Regions from separate parts of the Mus musculus genome. Here all the other regions are linked to region 3. The links are chromatin contacts, called in public Hi-C, HiChIP or PLAC-seq and promoter capture Hi-C maps. All regions are on one chromosome and are shown on one strand. The core of a region is the stretch at or near the end of the contact, and the rest is flanking DNA. Distances in the headings are between cores, read along the strand shown. Region 1 overlaps Dhcr24 (24-dehydrocholesterol reductase). Region 2 holds the start of Ttc4 (tetratricopeptide repeat domain 4). Region 3 holds the start of Lrrc42 (leucine rich repeat containing 42). Region 4 holds the start of Czib (CXXC motif containing zinc binding protein). Region 5 overlaps Ttc22 (tetratricopeptide repeat domain 22). Region 6 holds the start of Usp24 (ubiquitin specific peptidase 24). Region 7 holds the start of Dhcr24 (24-dehydrocholesterol reductase).

What was found. Promoter capture Hi-C pulls out the DNA fragments that hold promoters and counts their contacts. A called contact is a pair of places that touch in the nucleus more often than the background predicts. HiChIP or PLAC-seq counts read pairs in DNA pulled down with a chosen protein or histone mark. Capture Hi-C pulls out chosen DNA fragments and counts their contacts.
Region 1: a promoter capture Hi-C map of embryonic stem cells shows a contact between it and region 3, with 4 times the contacts expected there. The contact joins the enhancer-like site here to the promoter of Lrrc42 in region 3. A contact is called at or near these places in 2 of 39 promoter capture datasets (cranial neural crest and embryonic stem cells), 6 of 115 datasets of contacts at active chromatin or transcription factors (the SCID.adh cell line, embryonic hindbrain, embryonic limb bud and 3 more) and 2 of 9 other capture datasets (embryonic stem cells and liver).
Region 2: a promoter capture Hi-C map of adipose tissue shows a contact between it and region 3, with 3 times the contacts expected there. The contact joins the promoter of Ttc4 here to the promoter of Lrrc42 in region 3. A contact is called at or near these places in 7 of 39 promoter capture datasets (the 3T3-L1 cell line, cranial neural crest, embryonic stem cells and 4 more), 3 of 484 Hi-C or Micro-C datasets (CD4 T cells, embryonic stem cells and regulatory T cells), 8 of 115 datasets of contacts at active chromatin or transcription factors (astrocytes, cardiomyocytes, embryonic basal ganglia and 3 more) and 2 of 9 other capture datasets (adipose tissue and liver).
Region 4: an H3K27ac HiChIP or PLAC-seq map of embryonic stem cells shows a contact between it and region 3, with 4 times the contacts expected there. The contact joins the promoter of Czib here to the promoter of Lrrc42 in region 3. A contact is called at or near these places in 1 of 39 promoter capture datasets (liver), 3 of 484 Hi-C or Micro-C datasets (CD4 T cells, muscle stem cells and uterus), 1 of 115 datasets of contacts at active chromatin or transcription factors (embryonic stem cells) and 2 of 9 other capture datasets (adipose tissue and liver).
Region 5: an H3K4me3 HiChIP or PLAC-seq map of forebrain shows a contact between it and region 3, with 5 times the contacts expected there. The contact joins the enhancer-like site here to the promoter of Lrrc42 in region 3. A contact is called at or near these places in 10 of 39 promoter capture datasets (cranial neural crest, embryonic stem cells, frontonasal cranial neural crest and 5 more), 1 of 15 datasets of contacts at CTCF or cohesin (the NIH/3T3 cell line), 2 of 484 Hi-C or Micro-C datasets (CD4 T cells and natural killer cells), 8 of 115 datasets of contacts at active chromatin or transcription factors (astrocytes, embryonic forebrain, embryonic stem cells and 4 more) and 2 of 9 other capture datasets (embryonic stem cells and liver).
Region 6: a promoter capture Hi-C map of adipose tissue shows a contact between it and region 3, with 4 times the contacts expected there. The contact joins the promoter of Usp24 here to the promoter of Lrrc42 in region 3. A contact is called at or near these places in 1 of 39 promoter capture datasets (erythroid cells), 1 of 484 Hi-C or Micro-C datasets (CD8 T cells) and 1 of 9 other capture datasets (adipose tissue).
Region 7: a Hi-C map of regulatory T cells shows a contact between it and region 3, with 7 times the contacts expected there. The contact joins the promoter of Dhcr24 here to the promoter of Lrrc42 in region 3. A contact is called at or near these places in 3 of 39 promoter capture datasets (the HPC-7 cell line, cranial neural crest and fetal liver), 4 of 484 Hi-C or Micro-C datasets (B cells, CD4 T cells, muscle stem cells and 1 more), 11 of 115 datasets of contacts at active chromatin or transcription factors (the SCID.adh cell line, astrocytes, embryonic hindbrain and 6 more) and 1 of 9 other capture datasets (adipose tissue).

Annotation. Positions count from the first base shown.
Region 1 is chr4:106,588,917-106,592,142 of GRCm38.p6, forward strand. It overlaps Dhcr24 (24-dehydrocholesterol reductase), which reads left to right. Exons shown (of 9, transcript NM_053272.2): 9 at 1-197. It overlaps Lexm (lymphocyte expansion molecule), which reads right to left. Exons shown (of 10, transcript NM_183182.3): 10 at 1,993-2,771. The coding sequence ends at 2,699. Among named protein-coding and RNA genes, the nearest start is that of Lexm, 27 kb to the right of the region's middle. Within about 2 kb of position 1,440, at least 42 of the 459 cell types and tissues checked have an H3K27ac peak or open chromatin away from gene starts, as enhancers often do. A contact at or near this core is called in embryonic stem cells and liver, where this site is marked.
Region 2 is chr4:106,676,939-106,680,432 of GRCm38.p6, forward strand. It overlaps Ttc4 (tetratricopeptide repeat domain 4), which reads right to left and starts at 2,006. Exons shown (of 10, transcript NM_028209.2): 1 at 1,815-2,006; 2 at 1,247-1,364. The coding sequence starts at 1,925. Mroh7 (maestro heat-like repeat family member 7) reads right to left here. Exons shown (of 24, transcript NM_001126487.1): 24 at 3,479-3,494.
Region 3 is chr4:107,251,670-107,254,950 of GRCm38.p6, forward strand. Lrrc42 (leucine rich repeat containing 42) reads right to left here and starts at 1,864. Exons shown (of 8, transcript NM_029985.2): 1 at 1,606-1,864. It overlaps Hspb11 (heat shock protein family B (small), member 11), which reads left to right and starts at 2,234. Exons shown (of 6, transcript NM_028394.3): 1 at 2,234-2,326.
Region 4 is chr4:107,888,416-107,891,739 of GRCm38.p6, forward strand. It overlaps Czib (CXXC motif containing zinc binding protein), which reads left to right and starts at 1,411. Exons shown (of 8, transcript NM_001347160.1): 1 at 1,411-1,481; 2 at 1,704-1,787; 3 at 3,050-3,106. The coding sequence starts at 1,476.
Region 5 is chr4:106,628,609-106,631,975 of GRCm38.p6, forward strand. All of the region lies in intron 1 of Ttc22 (tetratricopeptide repeat domain 22), which reads left to right. Among named protein-coding and RNA genes, the nearest start is that of Ttc22, 7.8 kb to the left of the region's middle. Within about 2 kb of position 2,118, at least 111 of the 459 cell types and tissues checked have an H3K27ac peak or open chromatin away from gene starts, as enhancers often do. A contact at or near this core is called in astrocytes and forebrain, where this site is marked.
Region 6 is chr4:106,314,624-106,317,815 of GRCm38.p6, forward strand. Usp24 (ubiquitin specific peptidase 24) reads left to right here and starts at 1,590. Exons shown (of 68, transcript NM_183225.2): 1 at 1,590-2,163. The coding sequence starts at 1,849.
Region 7 is chr4:106,559,465-106,562,585 of GRCm38.p6, forward strand. It overlaps Dhcr24 (24-dehydrocholesterol reductase), which reads left to right and starts at 1,574. Exons shown (of 9, transcript NM_053272.2): 1 at 1,574-1,933. The coding sequence starts at 1,703.

The sequences.
Region 1 (3,226 bases), core at 190-2,689, 660 kb before region 3:
GGAGGGGATGGGTGTGGCGATGTGTGCTGTGTGATTTGTTGTTTTTTTTTTTTTAATTTGGTCATGGGGACCAAGGAGAAGGCATGAATCCCTGTATTTGGCTCTTGCAGCCTCAGGCACTGTGCCTACTCTCCAGGTCATGTCCCTGTGGTTCTGGGGCCACCACTTGTGTAAAATAAAGTACAGCCTGGACGCTAGTCTTTTGTCATTTATTCAGAGGACCAGTGTAGAGTCGGACAAGGACGCAGCCACCGCCACTGGTGCCATTCAGCTCCAATGTCCTGTCTGAACACAAGCACCCACAGATGAGGGCTAAAAACATGGGGGAAGCGGGTAGCAAATGGATTTCTGTCATTCCAGTGAAGAAATGCTGGCACCTCAGGAGGGATGGGCTCTGTCCTCAGGCACCAGGTACACTTGTCAGGTCTGGCTGGTGTTCTGGCTTCATCAATCGGTTGTGACAAACCAGTTTTGACAAGCTCATTGTTCCTGTGTCGATGTCCTCATCCAAAAGCCGAAGGCACAACGACCCTTCCAGCAGAACACAGTGCCTTCCTCTGCACACTACCAGCCTTCCTGTCAGCCAGATGTGTCCACAGGGATTAAGTGGTTAGCTTTGCAGTCACTAGAGACCCAGATAAGCTTCTGTTAGGATTGAACCACATGGACTTGTATTTTTTAATAGTTGGCTCACCCCAGGACTTTGATGCCCAGAGCCGGGAGAATCAAGTTTTAACTTGGTACACTTTGCACAGGTGTGTATGTGATGGGAATTTTACTAGAACCTGTGATTTTCATTCCGAAACTGGCTTCAAGCAACCTTTTGGGAAGTCCCTTCTCTGATTTCATAAGTTGTATCTTAAATCTGTAATATCCCCTCTGCTGGCCAGCGTTCTTTCTGTAACAAAGTACCTGAGATGTTGATCAAGAGGAGAGCTTTATTTCAGCTCTAAGTTCTAGAGGTTCCAATCCATGATCCCTTGGTCCTGAGGTGAGACAGTGTATAGTAATGGGTGGGTGTGGCAGAGGAAATGGTCAGAAACCAGGGAGAAAAGAGAATAGAAAATGGAGTTGGTAGTCCTTCAGTACCATTTACAGGCATGTTCCCAGGGATCCAAAGACCTCCTACTGAGCCTTTCCCAACAGAACCAGCCCTTGACACCAGGCCTTTGGAGACATCCCAAGCCCAAACTACCATTAAAATAGCTTTCGCTCTTCAGTCCTAGACATAACCTTACATTGAGATGAGTCTTCACCACAGGGTGTCTCCAAATCTCAGTCTTGTAAGCAAGAAACGGAAGTGGGCATCTGCTGACTGGCCATGACCCACCCACCCACATAAAGTACGCAGTTTGTCAATCTCACATGCCAAGTGACCGGGTTAGGCACATTCCAGTGCCTGGCTACCACGTGACACAGACAAGTTGACACAGAACGTTAACTACCACAGCTGCAACATCCTGCTTTGCTCTGAGAGCCAGCTTAACCATCTCCTGACACGCTGTGCTTCCGGACACACCCCTGAATGCAAGGTCAGCGTGAAAAGTGGCCCCACATCCCAGACCCGGGACAGTCACCTCCCAGGGGTCTGCTCTGCACCCAACAACCCATCTACCCTCAGTTTGGTTAGATCCCCTTTCTCTGGCTGAGTCTGGGGGTGGGGTGTCTAGAGAGTGGATCAGCAGGGCCTGAGATACAGGTTACTGGAAGAGGAAGTCCCAGAAGCAGGCTGTATACAGCACCTGCAGAATGAAGGACCACGCCAGGGCCAGAGTAAGAGCCCGGCCAGCTTAGGTGTGGGCGGTTATTAAGTAGCTCACCATGATGAGAAAACCAAAGATCCAAACTCCAAATGAGGAATGAAAGGGGCTCTAGGCAGGGTGCATGCTGATGGTCCTGGCTACTCCGGATGCTGAAGAGAACAGTCATGATTTCATTTCTTTCACAACCACGACTTGGACCCACGTGAGAAAACAACTGGTAGAACCGGCTCTGAAAACATGTCTGAAATCGCTTTATTATGTAAGTTCTGTGGCTGAGTCTGTCAGGTCTCCTCATCCTCTTCTCCAGGGGACAACTGGCTCCCCCCACCACTGTCATTGATGTAAACAGTGAGGGGGAACGTCACAGGATGTTGTCACTCACCCCCGAGGACCCACCTCTAACCACACTGGTGGCCCACAATGCTAAAGTGGGGTACAGCGCTTCAATGGCTGAACACTGGAAGTCAGCAGTCTCCTCCCAGCACGAGGCTCTGTTGAGTGTCCAGAGCACCCTAGCATGGAGATGGGGTTTTCCTACAGGTCCCAGACTGCTACGTAACAAATGCTCCTCTCCCCGCCTCATTCTGGGACAACGGTGAGTTAGGTACCCACGCTCTAGCTTCACAGTGCAAGGGGTTCCAGGAAGTCACCCACGACCCCCTCTTCCATCCACCTGCTCTCTGGCTCCCAAATTCACGTCACCAGCTGACTGGAATGCTTAGGACAATGGATCTCTTGTAACAAAAGATACCTGGTCCCCCTGCTGTCCCAGTAGACACTGTGACTTTTGACCGCAGGGCTACAGCAAAGATGACCCTCCTGCCTTCTCCCCTCACCCAGGCATTCTCCAAGATCCCTGCTTCCTTTCCCATCTCAAGATTTCTCTTCTGGCCTTGGGCTCTCTGGTTGCATCAGGCTGTTCTTCCCGAGTGGCTTTAAGGAGTAGGATCTGAATTGTAGTCCACAGTTGGACGGCACTTGCCCTTCGTAATAGGTGTAATCCGTTTCCTGTAAAAAGGAGAAAGAAGAAAACAGGCACAATCCCTTGCAAGGAAGTGAGTTCCACATCCATGACCTCCAGACCTTTTACAACACAGAGTCCTTTCTAAGGGAGAGTTCTCTATTTTATACCCATTTATCATAGCCAGAATGTCTTATAATAGCTCCCAGGGAAAACCACAAGAAGGCTAGTGAGACTAGCCAGAATCGGTGAGGTCTAGCTTCAGCAAGAGACCCTGCCTCAAATGAATAAAGCAGAAAGTGATCCAGAGAGACAGCGTACATAAACTTGAGGCTTCTACACACATATAAACACATGTGCTGGGCATCCACACAAGTGTGCGCTCACACATACACACACTCACAACTACATTTTATACACATGAAAAACAAACACATAGAAAAAAGAAAAAGAAAACAACAGAGCAAGCTGGCATGCTCTTGGTTACTGCCTGTTCTCGCCA
Region 2 (3,494 bases), core at 756-3,255, 570 kb before region 3:
CAGGAGGGCCCATCCCACTGTGGGCAGTACGACTCCTGGGCAGGTGTTCCTGGGTTATATAAAAAACTAGCTGAGCAGTGCAAGGAGAGCAACCCAGTAAGCAGCACTCCACAGTCTCTGTCACAGCTCCTGCCTCTCAGTTCCCGCTTGAGTTCACATCCTTCAGTGAGGGACGGGCTAGAACCTAAATAAACCCTCTCTTCCCCACATTCATTTTGGTCAGTCTTCTAGCACAGCAAAACAAAGACTAACACATACACAATAAAGCAAAGAGATGGAACTGACAGAGGAAGAAAAATCCAAATTAATGGTATGATAAAATTGGCATCAATATAGAACACAAGGCCATGCAAACTTAATGCCATAACCACTTCCAAAAAATTATGAGGTAATGTTACTAAGTGCTTTTTAATTTCTGGTTTGGTTTGGTTTTTGGTTGGTGTTTATATGTTTGTTTGTTTGTTTGTTTGTTTTTGAGACAGGGTTTCTCTGTAGCCCTGGCTGTCTTGGAAATCGCTCTGTATACCAGGCTGGCCTTGCACTCAGAGATCTGCCTGCCTGCTTGCCTGCTTGCCTGCCTGCCTGCCTGCCTGCCTGCCTGCCTGGGGTCAAAGGCATGCATGGCCACCATCCAGCTATAAGTGCTGTTTTAAAAAGGGGAATTAAAGATGGTCTAGAGAAATGGCTAAACAGGTAAAGGCACTGGCCCCTAAGCTTGACAACCTGAGCTTGACCTGAGGAACATGTGAAATGGTAAGAAAGAATCCACCTCACAAGGCTAGCCACTGATCTCTGTAAGTATGTACACACGTATACACACACACAAACAGTTTTACGAAGGGGGGATATAGCTCACTTACCCAGCATATGTGAGATTCTGGGTTCAATTTCCAGATACACATACACACACACACATTTATCTCAGTTTTTGAAGGACTTTAATTTCTATTGAGAAAATTACACTGCTCCTTTTCTTACATTGTGTCATTCACTGAAAAGCAATCCCCCTCCTCTCTCTGGTACTACAGTAGTGGTGGACCTCGTGGCACTCATCACACACCCTTCCTGATTTGTTAGGGCAATCAGGCTTTTCATCCAAGTCAGGCCTCTGGGGCTTGGAACTGTACACATTTACTTAGAAGGCATCCAAAGGAGAATGTGTGGAGTCAACACTGACATGTTAGCCATAATACTTTCGCTCAACTCAACAAGGACACAAAAGAAGTGCTGGGTGACAGTAAGATACCTTCTGGATATCGATCATCATCAAAAATCATCGACTGGAGGCAGGCCAAGTCAGGAAACTCCTCGGGGTCAATTTCTGATGGCGCTTTTTTCATAAATAGGGGAATCTTGTCAAATTCCTAGAATTTAAAAGAACAATTAGCGTTGTCTACTGATTAGATCCAATCCCAGGACACGACATCATAAAGTTTTTTCCTCGCTGAGCATGATATGCAAATCCTAAGGATTGGCTGGAGCTAGACATCCAGTTTCTCAGGTGTTAAATGTGGGATCCTGATTTCCAACGCTCTCCATGGGTGGTAGCAATCACCTTCAACTAGGCGCTGTCGCGTTCCTGACCACCTTCACCATCTCCTTTCAAGTTTACCCTAACCTGGGTGCTGCAGTAAAACAACTAAGGGACCCCTGGTAGTAGAGCCTGGTGGTGGTGTGTGACAGGACTGCCTGCAAAACCCCCGTGGTCTTAAACGCAGTCAACTTATACGCAAAACCTCGAGGCGGACGGTTTCTACCAGTGACCAAGCCTCGAGGACCAAGCTCCTACCCCAGAAGCCCCCGGCGCCGCCCACCTCCTCCCACTGATCCTCGCGGAAGCCGCCGCGGTAAGGCTGGCTCTGAAACTTTTCCAGGAACGCGTCCATGGAAGCGTCCTCTGTAGGCTCAGGCTCAGAACTCTCCATGGCAGCTCGCAACTTCGGCGCTTCAGTCCCGGGACCAAGAAACGCGCCGCTCCTTCCGGCGGCAGGGATGCCCTTCCTTTTGCAGTCCGGGCTGCGCGAGGCTATGCCTCTCGGGTTCCGCCGGCCTGGGGGCGTGGCCTGCCTGGAGGTGTGGCCTGACTCCGCGCTTTCCCTCTCGCCCAGCCCCACCCATCCATTGCAGAGTTTGCCTGGCCTCTAGTCTCCTCGCTTTGGGGCGTGGTTAGGTTAACTCCCTTTTGTATCTAAACTCTTCATCTCCACTCTCCAACCCTGATGCTTTTATGTCTTTTCTATAAATGTTCTCAAAAGATGACTTCGTAGCCAGGCCACATGATATTTGTCTGTAATCCTAGCACTTAGGTTTAATAGGAGAACCATAAGTTCAAGACCAGTCTAGACTATATAGCAAGACCCTATTTCAAACAAAACAAAACTTTTGAGCATACAAATACTTTTTTTTTCTTCACGCAGCACAAGGTTTGAGGTCCCCATACACCCCTACAACCTATAACTACATGTGAAACTCCATGTGGCTTACCCTACAAGGATGGGTGCCCAGCCTGCCTGCTCACCTCATGGATACTACAACAACAGAGGTCTTCACAGATACCCCCATAGGCCCATGGGAAAATTACCCCGAGATGTATGCCCACAGGTAGAATCCTTGGGCTGTGATTATTGACACATTCACCACTACTGACTAGTAACAGGTTCTTGTTCAGTACAGCTGCATTGATCTTTCGCCCCACCAGCCTTGCCCCGGGGTCCCTACATCCCACGAAGAGTTTTCTGAAGTTGACATCTGCTCATATATCTCTCTTCTCAGCACCCCCACCATGCCTCCCCACTGCCCCTACCTCCTCAGCAGTCTCCATGGCCTTAGGACCTGGCCCTTGCATCTCTCCTCTTTTTCCAGGTTCCCTCTCACTGGGACTTTGAAGAGGGTCCCATGTACCTGAGGGTACCTTTGCACCCACAGATGACCAGATGTGGTCATCTTTCCAAACCTCCTTGAGAAGTCTCTTGTCTGGCAAGTCATTCCAGCGGACACACACAACCTCTGGATACCACAGTCCCCATGCTTCCCGCTGAGCTCATCTCTGAAAAATTTCAACCCGGGAACCATTTGGATGTGGGGGCTGTCCTGCCTGTAATGTCCTGTAAGGCATTTAACAGTGTGCCTGACACCCGCTCTTTACCCAACAGCTGTTAGTAACATTGACACTGTCAGGTGGCAACACCAAATATGTCTCTGGATATTTTTGCATTAGTGTTAGGCAAACCGGATGACGAGTCAAGGGTGAGACTCGGCGACCAGGGTTCCCGAATATGCATGACGTCATAGGTGGGAAGTCGCCTCACTCCCTTTCCCCAAGAGCCACCCAAATCATCACCCTTCTGCTCTTATCACCAGGGAAGGGAAAACTGAGATGTCCAGGTGACCCCCTGAGTGGCTTTGGTCAACGCACTTAACTACTCTGAGCCTCAGTCTCCCGTTATATAAAGTGAACAAAACAGACCGCACGCATCTGTAAATGTGAAGTGAAT
Region 3 (3,281 bases), core at 614-3,113:
TCAGAAAGAACACCTAACCTTAATAAATCAGTCTTCTAAGAATAAGTAGGCCAAAATAATGATCAACAATAATGATTCCAGATGTGACTGAAAGCTACCATTTTTTATATACCTACAAGCTAACAAGCACTGTAAGGTACAACATAAAATGATGTCATGCAATCACTGATCCTATGAGGTCAGTATTGCCACTTTATGGATGAAGAGCCTCAGAGAAATGAAGGAACTTAAGGCTCACAACTCCTAAGTGAGAGAGCCTGAATTCAATCACAGGTCTGTGTAATTCCAAAGCACAAGATCTTCCCACTTGTATCTCAAGAATAAAAATACAACATCAGCCTTAAAAATATTCTTAAAACACTCAAAATTAACATCACCGGCCATTTGATCTCTCTGGAACTCACAATGGCTCAAACTGGGAGTTAAGAGGGCAGGGACTATAGTAAAAAACAGTGGTCATCTGAGGAAGAGTGGGTGGAAACAGAACCAGGGCTCACTCAAGGATGAAGCGCTCCCCCTTCACTCTGCCAGGGCAGAAATCCGCCATATCCACACACCAGGAAAACATCTGTCAACCCACTACCTTCATCTCAAGACTGCAGACACCTTTGGCTCATTTGAAAATGTAGTGGTTTTTAAAGACTTTTTCTTAACATAGGAAGAAATCCGAAGAGAAAGTAGTTCCAAAGTATCTCTAACCAACTAACAATCCATCTTCATTGTTCTGTGTCACCGCCATTATTCAATTTCCCACTACTTCTTTTTTCCCTGTAACTTGCCACTTCCCTACCTGCCTTCTCCCCCAAACTGCAGAAACTCATGTCCTATCCGGGCCCATACTTTGTCCAAGAGCAAGCTAATCTCTCCCACATCTTGATAGTTTTACCCACTCTTTAGCTTTTCAAACAGAAAAAATTTCAGTCCCCCACCCCCCAAATTCTAACCTTCCCCATTCACTCCCAGATCTTCTACCCATCTTCCTCACATCCCAGACTCTCCCGTGCCCCTCAAAAGACTCAACCCCGCCTCCACCTGTCTTCTAGCGACCCGTCTCCAGCCCCCATCCTTCTCTCCCTCCTCACGAGTCTTCCTCTCACCATCGAGGTTCCTCTTAGCACCCTAGTCTCCCCATCTCTTTCCCGGTTTTGCGTCCTCAACCTTCAGATTCCCCTTTCTTCACGCCTCACTATCTCCAACTTCCCAATCCACGGCCTCAACTAGTTTCTTCCCTGCCCCCCCCCGCCCCACCCCTCCCCCTATTCCAACCCTAGCTCCTTCCCTTGGTGCACTCCTCAACCCCTTTTCTTTCCCCCTTTCCCGGCACTCCCACCCAAGCTTCTCCCCAAGTCCACCTAAGCTAAATCCGCTCCCTCTCCCGCCCAGAACCCTAAATTCTCACACACCCTCAGTCTAACCCGGGACGCCGCGGACCCCACCCTTAAGCCCACCTCAGGCACCCCTACCTCTTCATCCTCCCACCCCTCCCACCGCGAGCTCTACCTCGTCCCTAGGGCCTTTCCCCTCCCCCAGCCCCTCACACTCCGCCCCCGCACCCACGCGCTGCCTGAGGCTCGGCGAGCGGCCCGGCCCGCGGCCGCCACCTACCTGTGCCCCTGCCCGGGGCAGCGAGCGGCTGCACCTCACTGGCGGCTCCTTCCTCCACTGAGCGGCTGACCGGGAAGCGGCTCGGCAACCTAGGCCACAAAGCCCGTGAGGGTGGGACACACACAGAGGGTGGCAAGAGGGAGGGGCTGGGGGCGACCTGGCGCCGCGGGACTGAGGTACCAGCAGGGAGGGGTGGGGGGGGAAAAGAACTCGGCTGGGTAGGCGCGCGTGCGCGGGGCCGGCATGAGGGGCGTGGTCTGATCTGGAGTGGGCGGGGCATGTGGCGGGGCGGGGCCGGGAGTGGGTTGGGACAGCCGAGCTGAGAAAGCCGGGCGGTCGCAGGAAGGGTGAAAGGGGCGGGGCGGGGCCGTGCGTGTGCGTGCCCGCGCGAGGGCATGTCCCCCGAGATCTCTTGGAGGCCCCCCCACCTCCCCGAGGCAATGCAATGTAAAGGTAGTCCTGAGGAAAGACGCGCAAGTGAGGTGGCGCTTCTAGGCGGAGCCCCTGCCAGGAGAGGGCGGGGCGGGGCTGCGCAGGGCGCGCGCCTGGGAACTCCTCTGAGGCTGAGGCGGGGCGGGAGCGAAGCGAAGCGAGGCGGGGCGGGGCCAGGGCCGGGCGGGGCGTGACGGGCGGGGATCGCGAGCGGACCCGGTCCTTTCGCGGAGCTACCCAAGGCCCAGGCGAGCGGGTCCGTGCAGCACGGTGGGCGGGCACCGAAGAGGTGGGAGCCCGGTGGCGAGGCCGGCGGAGGGTTGCGGGCGGGAAGGAACCGGTTGTGAGGAGACGCGCGGCGGGTGACCGCGGGTGGAGCAGCGATGTCGCTGGGAGAGAACAGAGTGATTAGGGCCTGGCCTCTCTCTAGGCCCCCCTCCCCAAGAACTTTTAGTGCCCTGAAATGATGCTTTGACCCTCAGAAGGAAGAACAATTACAAATGACAGTTAATATGCCAAACGTAACACATTATCAGCACGGTCCAACCTCAAACAGGAATAATATTTAAAGTCAATGTGGGTGCATTTACGTTATTTGAAATTATTTGAGTCTTGGAGGTGAGAGGACTGTGTCCGGGCTGCCATTATGGGAGAAAGAGAATGACCGGTTTTAAATTTACACCAGAGCTACCAGTGGATGCTGTAGGAAAGGATTTGGGGCAGGCAGATGTAAGAGCACACAGACCCAAAGGTGCTGGTCAAGGAGAAAATCAACCCAGGACGTGACCCAGAGGTTTTCTGAAAGAAGTACCAGAAAGGGCTACACTGTATATTTAAAGAGAAAATCAATGGCCCTGGGAAAGGGTAGGGAATCCACCGTCCCTGTCTGTAAAACCCAGAAGGATGGATGGTGTCCTAGAGCCTACTACCACTTTGGTAGAGAGTCCCTGAGGGTATTCATCCTCGCTTAGATCAAGCATTGCCTCTCAAACCTCCATCTTGGAGCTGTGTGGAAACATGTCTGCTGGGTGGTTTTATGGGTTTCTTGGGATTGGTTTGCCTCTTTCTCATTAACTGCAACAAAACCTTAATGAAAGCCAAATCTCTGCCCCTGGTTTTAAAGAACAGATATTGGTAGTTCAGGTATATTCATTTTTTATTAAAGTGCTTTATATTCACTGTATTAAAGTGCTTGTTTGCTTTTTCCTTAGATCATTTAAGAATAAGGTAAAAAAAAACCTGAA
Region 4 (3,324 bases), core at 161-2,660, 640 kb after region 3:
TGGTCTGAAGGGACACGAGCCTAAATACATATCCTTAGAGACATTCCATTCTGAGACAAGGTCCCAAGCATCCTCAAGACTTTTCATACTCCGTTAGGGATATCATTAATATGTGACATGTCAGGATGCCAGACTTCTGAGACACTTAAAGACCAGTCTGGTGGTGTCCAACAGGCAGGGGGATGGCTCAGCGGTTAAGAGAACTTGCTGCTGTAGTAGATGACCTCATTTCTGTTCCTAACATCCATAGGGTGGCTCTATCAGTGTGTCACAGAGTGTTGCGGCCGGCTCACATGTCTGGGTTCTAGCCTGGGAGGCATCTTGGAATCTGGAAGAGAAGAGGGAGCTAGGCGGCGGGAGAGAGAATGGAACCAAGACAACTAGTCTGCTCAAGGTTCAATTTTACTATTCCCAGGCACTGGTTTATGAAGAAGGGGAAGGAACCCATTCCCGCCAAATCATCCTTGGAGTCCAGTTTCAGGTGACAACTTGATTAACTCCGGAACTGCTAGGCGGCAGGCAGTAGCAGTGGGAGTGGTAGAACGATAAGGTGGCAGGCTCCAACCCCCCCCCCCATGCTCTCTTCGTGCTATCAGTGAAACCTGTTCAGCCAGGTTTCAGGCTGAGGGGGGGGAGGGTACAAGAGGGTTATTTATGGTGCCCTCTTTTAGCCTTGGTGGGAGCTGCATGCATGTGGAGCACATACATACTACCTGCCAAAACCAAAATAAAATTTAAAAAGACTGGGCCATAAAAGTGGGAGCCAAGCATGGTGACACACGCCTTTAATCCCAGCATTCGAGAGGCAGAGGCAGGTGGATCTCTTTTGAGTTCGAGGCCAGCCAGGTCTACAAAGCGAGTCTAGGAGAGCCAGGGCTATAATTACACAGAGAAACCCTGTCTCTAAAAAATAAAAATGGGGCATGTTTTCGAATGTTGGTGCTCCCAGCTCCTGCAGTGTCGGTTAAATATATGACTAAGGTGGGGGAAAGTCAGCTCTGTTCAGGCATAGCTACCACGAGGACATGGACACAGGGCAACCCTGTGGGAAAAGTCGCAGCATCAAATCGTGTACATCCAGTGGGCAGTTTAGAGGGCGACTACCCATCATCTGGGAGGCTGCAGCGTAATCTGAGCCTCAGGACCACAGGTAGTGAGAAGTCGGATAGAGAACCGAGAGCCTAGAGAGGTCTGGCAGAGGTTTCCAGCCCGACTATCTTGCCTGCTCAGTGAAGGCACAGATTGAGAATCAGGAACCATCTCTGGCATTTGCGTTTACATCGGTTCCAGCAAACCTACCGAAAACAGCCGAGCCCGGCAGGTTAAGGAGGGACAAGCTAGAAAACGCCAGCCTACAGTACCACTCACTAACGCCCCGCTCCCCGCCCACCCGCACTGAGGCTGCGCGGCGACGCCGGCCTTTTACGACGGGTCGGAAAGCAGCTGTCGCAGCGACTTAACGTGGACCGGCAGCTATGGGGGTAAGGAGAGGCTAGTCGCCATTGGGGCATCCCGTCTGGTAGTAGCCCAGTGAGAGATGGGTCCGAGGCGGCGAGGGGCTCAGAGTGGCGAGCTCAGAGCAGGAGAGAATGGAAGGCGTGAGGCTCGGGTGGCGGGGCTTGAGTCGGGAGGGGCGGGGTGGGGCGTGGCACGCAGCTGAGCGGACGAGGCCTTGCACTCAGCGTGTCCCGCCCTCTTCTCAGAAAATCGCACTGCAGCTCAAAGCCACGCTGGAGAACGTCACGAACCTTCGGCCAGTGGGCGAGGACTTCCGGTGGTACCTGAAGGTGCGACGGAAGGCGGGTTCCTCTAGGGAAGGGAGGAGCATCCGGAGGCAGTGGGGCATCTTAGGGCTCAGGGCCCAGCCTTGATCACAGTGTTGAACTGGGAGCTTTTCTAAAAGTTCCACCGGGTCTGAGGTGCTTAACCAGGCATCTAAGTGAGATCTTCAGGATGGAATTTTAGATTTTATTTTTATTGATTAAACGTTAGTCTTATGTAATCTAGGCTGGCCTTGCGCTCTTTATGTAGCGAGGGATGACTTTGAACTCCTGATCTTCTTACTAGGATTACAGATGTTCGGCCTCCTCACACGGTGGAGTTTTGTGGTTTTATCCCTCTTCTGTTCTGGCGGGTATATCTGAATTTGGGGCCTCACGCTAGCACTCTCCTGATGTGAAATCCTTCCAGCTCTTAGTTTATAAACATACACGGAACAAAATATCATTTGAAGGGACCCTGTGCTTACTTAATATAGTGAATAAACCCACCTTGTTTTATTTGCTGGCTTTACTTATTGGGAAAGTTGGCCACCCTTTGACCTCACACAGTGCTAGTAAACTGGGTAGGTACCCTGCCCTAGAGGCCCAAACAGTGTGACACCCTTCATCGTCCCAGGCTGTGCTTTATTCTCCTAGTCTATCTCAGTGCCTCACATACCCAACCAAAGCCATAACTGATCACTCTTATTCCGCCACCCCCGCCCCAGCACTAGACAAGTGCAACACCATCGCACCCACAGCTCCTATTTCAAAATGTTTGGAGCAGGAGTTCCAGGGCCCATCTGAAGAACTTTGACTTGAAGAAACACAGAATAACAAAGGAGAGAGAAACAGAAACAAAATGACAACCCGTTAACCCCAGACTCAGGACCCCTAAGCACAGAACCAACCAGCAGAGTTGCTGGGGGCTTGAGACAACCTGGAGTCCCCAGCCAAATGGCACAGATTCTAGAGGAGGGCAGGGGTGCCAACATCAGAAACACCTTGTTCTTACTTGGAGATAAATCGGCTCATGTCCCTATTGGATGCTGTAAGAATCCCCTAGAAGATAGGATGGGTCTAGAGGCACTCACTTGTATCCCAGTACTTGGAAAGCAGAGGCAGGAAGATCTCAGGTTCAAACACATTTGGGCTACACAGTGAGAGTGCATCTAAGATAAATTAAGAGAAGGCAGTAGGCTATGAGCTGGCCTTACACCGTGCTTCCCCTTCCCCTGTGTCTAAGGAAGCTACCTGCTCAACTAATAATACTCTTTTCCTTCCCCAAGATGAAATGTGGCAACTGTGGTGAGATTTCAGAGAAGTGGCAATACATCCGGCTGATGGTAATGGTCCCTACCACATGCTCCTGGGCAGAAAATTGGGGAAATTGGATTTCATCTTTCTTTCCTTTAGCCACTTGGGGGGGGGGGCACGGCAGGTGTTGAGAGAGCACCAATGTGACCCTCGCAGGGAACAACAGACATCTTTGAGGCAGAGTTCAAAATCAAGAGGGACTTTTTTTCTCAACCAGGGGAAGACTCCTTAGGCTTCTGCCCCACCC
Region 5 (3,367 bases), core at 868-3,367, 620 kb before region 3:
CCAAGGTGTCACACCCAATCCCTAAACTTCCCCCACCAGTCCGTTTGCTACCCTGCCACAAGCTTTCTGGAGGCTGGCTCAGTGACCTTCTGGGATCCCTGGTTGGAGCAGAGGACCTCAAGTTTCTGTTATTCCACACACCTGCTGAGGCAGGGAAGCGAGAACACTAGTACCCCCAGCAGAGCTGGAAGGACTTCTTCCTGTCCTGTCCCTGTGCTCTGGCCCGGTCTGTCACCACGGAAGACATTCCAGTTGCGCCAGAAGGACACATTCCTAGGCAGGTCTGACACCTTCCAACTGTTCCTGGCAGTTGAAAAACCAGTTTTTGGAGAGAGGCAAATGAGAACCTGAATCCTGCCTGGCCCTTCTGCTTGGACTGAGGCATTGAACTGTGGCTCTTAGGCTGTTTTCTAATTCCTATGAGGAAGACACTAACTATACCTTCCAAGGCTGCTGTGAGAAGCAGGTACCACTGTACCCGGTGACCCGGAAGGAGCCTTCCTCCTTCCCATCAGTCCCCTCCCAGGAGATCATTAGTCAGCTCTCTGGGGCCTCTCTGGAATGTACAGAGCAGCTGCCAGGACAAAGTTCACCTTGCCGAGGCAAATACTGTCTGAGAACCTGGCTGACCATCCAGTCTAATCAGAAGTCTATCGTTCTATAAACCATGGGTTTAGTGAGATTTGTCTCTGGATCCTGAGGCACCACCCATGGATGTGCCTGAGTTAACACAAACCTGCCCTGTGACAGTGCATCCTCTCCCAGTACTGCCAGGTCACCTGCCAATGTCCCTTACCCACCAGCCACAGAAGCAGGATCTTCAGGCTTCCCGGAGGAGAAGGGTCTGATCCTTTGGCCCATTAAAAAAGTACCAGCCCACTTTCACGCCACCCCCGATCAGTCCAGCCAATGGCTTTCAAACTTAGCACAGTAAGCAAACCAATCTCCGAACCACACCTCTAGAGCCACAGAGGAGTGAGTCAAGACTTTGCATTTCTAAGTCAGGCCTGGTGGCTCACACAGTAATCCTAGTACACCCAGACTGAGGCAGGAGGATTGCCAACCTAGACTACGGTATGAAACCCTGTCTCAAAACAAAACAAACAAAATAAACCAAATGTCTTAGTCAGGATTTCTATTGCTGCCATGAAACATCTTGACCAAAAAGCAAGTTGGGGAGGAAAGGTTTTATTCAGCTTATACTTCCATGGCACTGTTCATCACCAAAGGAAGTCAGGACAGGAACTCAAATAGGGCACGGAACCTGGAGGCAGGGGTTGATGACGAGACCATAGATCGGGGGTGCTACTTATTGGTTTGACTATCAATATAACAATAGCTAAGCCTGGGTATGGAGATGCACCCCTATAGTCCTAGCAGGAGGTGGAGACAGGATGAGTGCAAGCTTTGGGCTAGCTCAGGAAGACCTTTTCTCATTAAACAGGGTGGAGGGTGGGGCTGGGGGTAAAGAATACCAGGAGGAAGTCTCAGTCCTGGCTTTGGGGACACTACCCTGCCTCAGTTTCCCCACTTTCCCTTCCACACAGGACATTCTGAAGCCCTAATTAAGCTCAATGTGCTTTGCAAATGGTAGCCACTGTTTAAACCCTAGCTCTTTGTGGTTCGATACTGTGGGGGAAACGTGAACTTGAAGTCAGAGGTGGCCTGAAAAAGCGGGTGACGCCAGGAGCCTCCATAGCTTTATGCCAGCTTCCCCCATCTCAGGAGGAACAAGAGAGATTCAGAGGATCCTGAGGCTGGTGCTCAGGGAAGCCCTAGAGTCATCTGTCACTCTCACCTGTACCTCGTTAGTCCCAGGGTCACTGTACACTCAGGCTGGGTCTCATGTGATCCCTTCCTGAGAATCGAGGCCAGCCTGTAGCTAAGGCTCTGGTGCTGGCTGGCCACTGTCAGAGCATCAGGGCACTGATGATGATTGAGCACGGAGTGTCCCACACAGAGCCCGTGCCGAGCAGTCCCAGAAACTCCTTCCAGAGTGCTCTCAGCCTTTGCCCCCTCCCAGGCTGCCTCTAGGAGTGGGAACCCTGGAGCTATGTGCCTTGCCTGCCTGCTGAGGCTCTGCAGCAGGAGAGGCAAGCAGCCCCTCCTTTCGGCAGGAGCACACGGGCAGTCACAGGCCTGTTTAATTTAATGCACTGTGGCTTGCCAGGTTGCCCCTGGTAACAGCTTCAGCTGCTACTTCCAAAACAGCCAGGATTTTTAAAGGGACAAGGCTATTTTCAGGCTGGCATTGTACTATGGAGGAACAGCATCCAGGAGCCTCTTCTCCGGGATGCTGAAAACCCAGCAGCACTCTGAGGCCTCCACTCCATGGCCACTAACCCCGTCTGTAATTCAGAAGCCAGCCTGAAGCCCACTCACAAGTATGATCTGCTACATTTGAGATTCGTCACGTGTCATATTCAAATAGCTACATTTTGGAAATGTCAGTTTAGCCTCCAAATTTGGAAGGCAGGGAAAGAGAAGAACCTAGGAACTGCTCCTGCAATTCAGGGATAGTTCCACCAGGTGGCGATGTTGCTTCCATCATGAAAACCGTAACTGGGTTATAAACTCTAGAATGTTGACGGTGAGCAGAGTGGTGGGGGAAGGACTCATTTGTAAACCTTGATATTATCTCACATGGAGTTATTCCGCCTCTCTGGTCTCAGTGTTCCTGGATATAGAATAAGGAGATCAATAACAGTGTTGAGGAAAAGACTGGAGGCTAGGGCCATGGAAGTAGAAGTTGAACTCCCAGCTCTGTCATTCACAGATTATGTGGTTTGAGGGAATAATTTAACATCTTTGGATCTGAATGCCAATGAAAGGAATGTCTACATAGCAAATGGGCTACCATGGGCTACACAACAAGTCCAGGACTAGGCTACATACTGACTGAGATACTGTCTCAAAACAAAACATAATTGGGGTCCTGTGGAAGTAAGAAAGATGCCTTGTAGCCCTAGAGAAGGGGGAATGGGGAGAGGTGGGATATCTTCAGGCTCTAGGCCCTGAAATCCTATGGCTCTTTGGGGTATTGAAACAGATTACACTAGACAAAACACCCCCAGGCCAGCCCATACTAGGACATGAGTGTTTGCCCTAGGAATGACCCACCCACACAGGCCCCAGAGGCATGTAGCACTATCCTCCTTTGCAGTTAAGAATACAGCCCCTAAGTACTCATCCCTACGGTCACCCAGTTGGACCACTCAGGTGTGTGAGCTGCCAGCCCCTGATTTGCTCATTCGAAGCCAGAATCCATCCCATCAGCTCCTGTGTTAGCCCCATCTTTTGTCATGGGGTCACGGAAGGAAGTGTGGTGCTTCCTTCCTCCATGTGGGAGGTTGGCACTACCCAGCTC
Region 6 (3,192 bases), core at 340-2,839, 940 kb before region 3:
ACTCTGCAAACCCAAGGTAGAAATGGAATGTTTTTATTTTGCTTTCCATCATTAAATGGTCCTTTTGTTCTCCATGGCATTGCCAGCATCAACGGTATCTGACTTGGTAAATGGTACAGTTGGTCGTTCTGTGGCAAGGTCTTGCTATGTATACGTAATTCAGGCTATTCTTGAACTGGAGATCTCCCAGGCTCAGCTTCTGGAGGGCTGGGATTACAGGTGCCCTGACCTATTGTGTTGGTGTATATTCTGTGACAGGATGCTTTCAACTTAGACTACTTTGGTCTTTATCTATTATATGTACTTAAAATTTCATTGACACCCCAGAACTTACCTCTTATTCAGGTGTCTACTTTGTGATCAAACCCATTACTAGCCTTTAGTAAGAATAATAGAAACTATATCTATATAATGATAAATTCACCCCGTAAATAATCAAATAGCTGGTGTTTACAAACTATCAAATTATTAGGCAAGAAGCCACCAGGATCTGAGGGGGAAAAATGCTGGCAGAGAATGCAGAGAAAAGTTCTGAGTGCTGTCAGTAATTTCAGATTTGGGCTATGTGAAGGTCCAATTGTTAAGCCATCAGAAATGTTTTAACAGTGTGAAAAAGAAAGGTTAGTGGATTGGGGGGTGGGGAGGGGGTTCAAGAATAAAGCAGGATTAAGACCAAAGCAGATGAACTAATAAGCAAGTATGTGAGAAGGAAGAGGAACCAGCATCTTGGGAAGAGAACCGAGAAGAAACCTAGATCAGGACACTGAAACGGGAAAAGGGGCAAAGGGGACTGGCCATGGTAACGCCAATGAGGTGGGAACAGAAGGCAAAAAGCTAAACAAACGCTGGAAGACAGAAACAGAGGGGAAAGTCTTCACCCCTGAGCCAAAGACTTCAGTAGAAATGGGTTGGTGGTCAGAATCAGGATAGAAGTAGACACCCAGAATATTTCCATGTGTCTGTGTCTGAAGGACGGTCATACAGTTCTGGCTGAAAAGTATGGTAAAGTTTATCAGGCCTGGTGGGACAGGTGGTCAGTGTTGTTGGGAGTGGGAGTTCAAGGTCTAGGGGTCTCTAGAGAAGGCTGGAGGGTCGAGGGCGAGGGTGTGCGGGGATGCTCGTCCTGCGGATCTGGGCACCCGTCTGTGGGCGGCGAGGAGGGCTTCAGCGGCGCGTAGGGTCACTTTCCTCGGACCGCAGGACACTTCAGGAGAACCAAGCAGGGTTCCGGGGGCGGCGGGAAGAGTCACCTGCGATGGGACACGAGTGTCGTCAGGGCACCGAGGCCCGGGCGCCCGGGGACCTCAGCGACACCGGCAGCGAGCCGCTCGGCGCCTGCCCCTCCCGTCCCAGAGGGAACCTGTTGCCGGGGGAAGGGGTGGGCGGGAGGCGCAGGCGGAGGACTCTCGTGCTCTCTCTGCGCTCCGCGGCCTCTCACCTCAGACACGTTCGGCGCACGCCCCTCCCTGGCCCCGGCCTGGGAGAAACACACACGCGTCCGCACACCCACAGCTCCGCGCCGCCCGAGCCCGGGGACGGCGGCCCGAGCGCCGCCGGGGCTGCTTCCGGGAGCGGAGGCGCGGCCCCGCGAAGAGGAGGAGCAGGCCAACATGGCGGCGCGCAGGGCTGGGCCGGCCGGCCGCGCCTGAGCGCCCCACCACCCCAGCTCGGCTCGCTGCGCCCACGCGCGCACCTAACCCTGGCCCGGCGGCCTCGGAACGCGCGGGGCGGGAGCTCAGGGGCCCTGCCGGGGACGGAGCCGGGGCCGAGGCAGCGCGGCACGGCCCGCCAGGCCCGGGAGCCGCAGCTTCGCCGCACGCCGGCCGGCGCGACTCCGAGGCCGGAGCCATGGAATCGGAGGAGGAGCAGCACATGACCACGCTGCTGTGCATGGGCTTCTCGGACCCGGCCACCATCCGCAAGGCCCTGCGCCTGGCCAAGAACGACATCAACGAGGCCGTGGCGCTGCTCACCAACGAGCGGCCCGGCCTCGACTACGGTGGCTACGAGCCCATGGATAGCGGCGGCCCCAGTCCGGGGCCGGGCGGCGGCCCACGGGGCGACAGCGGCAGCGACGGCAGCGGGCCTTCCCGCGGCGGGAGCACCGGAGGTGGTGGCGGCTTCGATCCCCCGCCCGCCTACCACGAGGTGGTGGACGCGGAGGTGAGTGGGGTTGCCCTGACCTCACGGGAGAGGCCGCCGCGCTGGAGTCCCGAGGACAGGGAGCGTTGCCAGCCCGGCTCGCAGCGGGACTTTTGGGCGGGGGCTGTAATGAAACTCGGGGCACCGAGATAATAGAACACCAGTTCTGGTCCGAGATCGGGGTCACTAGACTGGGGTCCTATGGAGAGAAGGGCCTTGGGGGAGGAATATTCCCGCGTGGAGTTAGGTATACAGTTCTGGGCCGTGGCGGGGTCTCCATAGGCTACCTGCTGAGTCTATGCGGTGGGCAGGAATCCCGGGAGGGATGGGGAGGAGGGCCCACATTTCCAAATCCGCGTGGCTTGGGAAATGGGAAGGACATGAATATCAGGTGTCAAAACTGAGGTCCCAGTGGACCAGAGTATTTGTGACACTAGATTTCAGTGAAGGATTGGGATAAGTACCAGTTCAGAGTCAGAAATAGTGCTCGCTATAGGCCTGCCAGAGTGAAGGCCTTTGCCGGGTCAGACAGGAGGACCAGTGGGGTTAGAAGAAGGGTTTAGGTTTTTAAGCCAACCGTTGGAAGAGGACAGGGTCTAAAATGAGGAAGGGCCTAGACAGGACCAGGAATGATAGGAATGAGTATAAGGCAGAGGAGCAGGTTTGGCTGTTTTAATGTCTGGGTTGTAAGGATGGGCTTGACTAAGGTCAGGTATTAGGACAAGTAGTGGAATGGGACTGAGATAAGGAATGAGTGAGAAGCCTGGGCAAGGAGTAGGAGCAAAGGAAGGGCCAGACGGCGATGAGATCAGGAATGGGAGGTCGAAGCTGGCGGCGATGAGATCAGGAATGGGAGGTCGAAGCTGGGACACGGCCTGGATGAGGGGAGTAGGGTCACTGAAGAGAAATTAGCCCGAGGAGAGGGGTGTAGCCTCAGAGAGGTTAACATGGAGGCGGGGGTGGGAGGGCGGCATAGACTAGGGAGAAGAAATGGGACTGGAGTCTAGAGAAGGGAGTCTAGTACGTACAGCCAGATCCCTCAGATCTTAA
Region 7 (3,121 bases), core at 324-2,823, 690 kb before region 3:
CATTGAACTTTTGTATACACACATAAGCACACATGTCCTCCCTTGCACAAACAGGAGTGTTCGAGGTCACAGTTATGTCTACACATACACATATACATGCACACCAAGAAATAAAAATTTTACTATTAACCCAAGATAATGTAATCATTTTGACCAAAGTCAATATGAATATTATGAACATGTGTTTTACACTTAAAGGACATTTCAATTTGTGTAAGCTACTGACAGCTCTATCAGTAGCTGTCATAGCTGGGTAGGACGGTCGGTTCCAGTCTGGACTCCTCCCTTTGGAAGCTGAGGGTAAACAACCTCTCACTTTGAACTTTGATTTCTATTGGATATTTGAACTCCCACATACATTCTTCACTTATCCTTTGGTCAACAACGGTGTGCCTTACAATGCCCTAGTCATTATGCCACAAATTGGAAATTCAAAAGTGCTGTAATAACAAGGTGTTGTTTGCCCTAAAGCTCCATCTGTAGGAGGGAGAGACACATAAAGGGACAATTATATAAAAATGGAAAGAACTGTGAGCCTCTGAAAGAAGTACATAAACTTGGCTTTAGAAGTGGCACCTCGCGAATCTCTAGGCTGTGTAGTGCTTTACCTCGGTGATACAATGGGGAAAGAGCCTTCTAGGGACAGATTCACCGAAGGTGGAAGGTGGCGCTATAAAGGATGGCAGAATGGAGTGCCCGAGTCCGTGTCCGGACAAAGGTGGAAGGGGGGGGGGGGGGGGAAGGAAAGACACGTGAAGCAGACAAGGCCCTGGGAGGTTTGAAAAATCTTCAGAGCTTCCTCCTGTTCAGGGAAAGTGCAAATACCACCGGACTCAAGCTTCTGGCGAGGTCAGAGGTTGTTCCGCAGCCTGGCCTGGTTGCTCCGCAAGGCCGGGGCCATGTGCTGGGTTCTTACTCTTAATCTAGGGCTGCCATGCCGCCTTGAAGCTCTTTCTTCCTGTCTCCAAGCCTCCATCCACTTTGGGTTCAGCATGGAAGAATGCCATCAACGCCTCTGTGCTTTTTAAAATTACTCGACAGGTGGAATTCACCATCGCGTATTTTAAAATGGGGGTCCCAGCTACCCACGGCCCAGAACTGCTAAGGGGGGTAGTTCAAATGCATTTATGGTAAACGCCCTGAAAATTGAAAGGATTCCCCCTCCTGGCCATGTGCCTACAGAGTGTCATGACCTGCCCCGGTCAAGGCCAGAGGCTCTCCTGCCAGGGTTGCAGGGTGGTTGTCTGGAGCGCCTCCCACCCTGGGGAGGTAACCCAATGCACAACTGCTTGACGTGTGTCCACGGGAGGCACCACCCAAGGAGGAGATCAAGGGTGGTCCCGCTGCCTCCAGAGCGAGAGCCCTAAACCCCGCCAAGCCCGCCGCTTGCCGACCCTACCAGCGCCCCCAGCCCAGGTCAGCCCCTCCTCGCACGCCGACTAGAAGAGGGTGGAGCATCCCGGTTCCCGCAGCCAATGAACGCAGCGGCTCCCTGGTCCGATCCCCGGCGCGGCTCACCATTGGTCGCCGCCTGGGTCTCGGCCCACCGAACCTTGGCGACCCAAGCCAATCGCGAGGCGGCGGGCCCGACTTACAGGCTCCCGGGGCGGTGGCGGCAGGCGCTGAGCCGGCGGAGCGCGGAGCGGGCGAAGGAGACGGGCGGCGCGAGCCCGCACCCTTCCGCGCGGTGCGCCGCGACACCATGGAGCCCGCCGTGTCGCTGGCCGTGTGCGCGCTGCTCTTTCTGCTCTGGGTGCGAGTGAAGGGGTTGGAGTTCGTTCTCATCCACCAGCGCTGGGTGTTCGTGTGCCTCTTCTTGCTGCCGCTCTCGCTCATCTTCGATATCTACTACTACGTGCGCGCCTGGGTGGTGTTCAAGCTGAGCAGTGCGCCGCGCCTGCACGAGCAGCGCGTGCGGGACATCCAGAAACAGGTGAGCGGCGCGGGGCGCGGCTGTGCGCCGGGGTAGCGGTTCTCTGGGCGACGGGGGCGTGTGGGGCCGGAGGAATGGGCGTGGGAGTGGGGATCGCAAAGGACCTGGCGTGTGATGGGGGAAGGGACTGTCCAAGGATGAAACGGAAGCAGCAAAAGCACCGGGGCAACAAACAGAACCCTAACCCTAGGTTTATAAAGTGTCTGCTAGGTGCAGGGCATGCGCAGTGCCTAGAAAACGAGGGACCCTAAACCCTCGGGAAGTGCGCAACAGTCAGGTAACTCAGGCCCCCCACATTCCAAAGGAGGAATGGCCTCTGGAAGGTGGTTCTGGGAAATGGGGAGGGGGGAGATCCAAGTGGAGAGATTGGCTGAGCAGAAGTAGGAAGCTGAGGAGCACAGTCATGAGAGGAAAAAGGTTAGAAAGTCAGTTTGGAGAGGAGCCTTATGCAGGAAAGAGGTGAAAGTTTGTTTTGCGGTCCGAGGTGCTTCGGATCCTTTTACAATGGAGGTTTAAAGAGAGATTAAAAGGCAGGATCAGCCCCCAATTCCGTGTAATGTGCAGCAGATTCTGCATCCAGATGTAGTCGTCCCAGTAAGTAGATGAGGAGTTCATATAGGCCAGCCGGCACCAAGGCTAAGACTTCTCTTCACAGTGAAGCGTCTTCCCCCTCATCCAGGGTTAGCATGGGCTCCCTTTGCCCTCCTTATATTCCTCTCTAACTTGCATCAGGCTTCAGAGAGCGTCTGCTTCCTGCCGCTGCCCGCATGGCAACCACCCTCTTGTTCTATTTACTTCTTGCTGTATGCTGCAGACTGAGCACCACAGGCTTAGCCTGCAGGTGCCAGGCAGAGTGACCTCCAGACCAGAAGACCTTACCCAGGGAGAGGAGATGCAGAGGGTGCATCGATCAGAATCACTTTGCACCTCCACCCCCACCTGCACCATTTTCCTTGGGTCTGTCTGCAGGTTCTATTTGCCATTTATTTACCTGCTGGATGTCCTGTGAGCACCAGAAGACAGGACTGTTACCTGACGGCTCCCCTTGGGGCAAGAGTGTATTAGTGAGAGGTTGTTAACCTAAACTAAATGGAAGGATGCGCAAGGAACAATGGGGCCCTACACGCCATACCTGTGCCACTCGTGTGTGCAGTTTACAGTCCACGGCCTCCTGGTGTCTAGTACCAG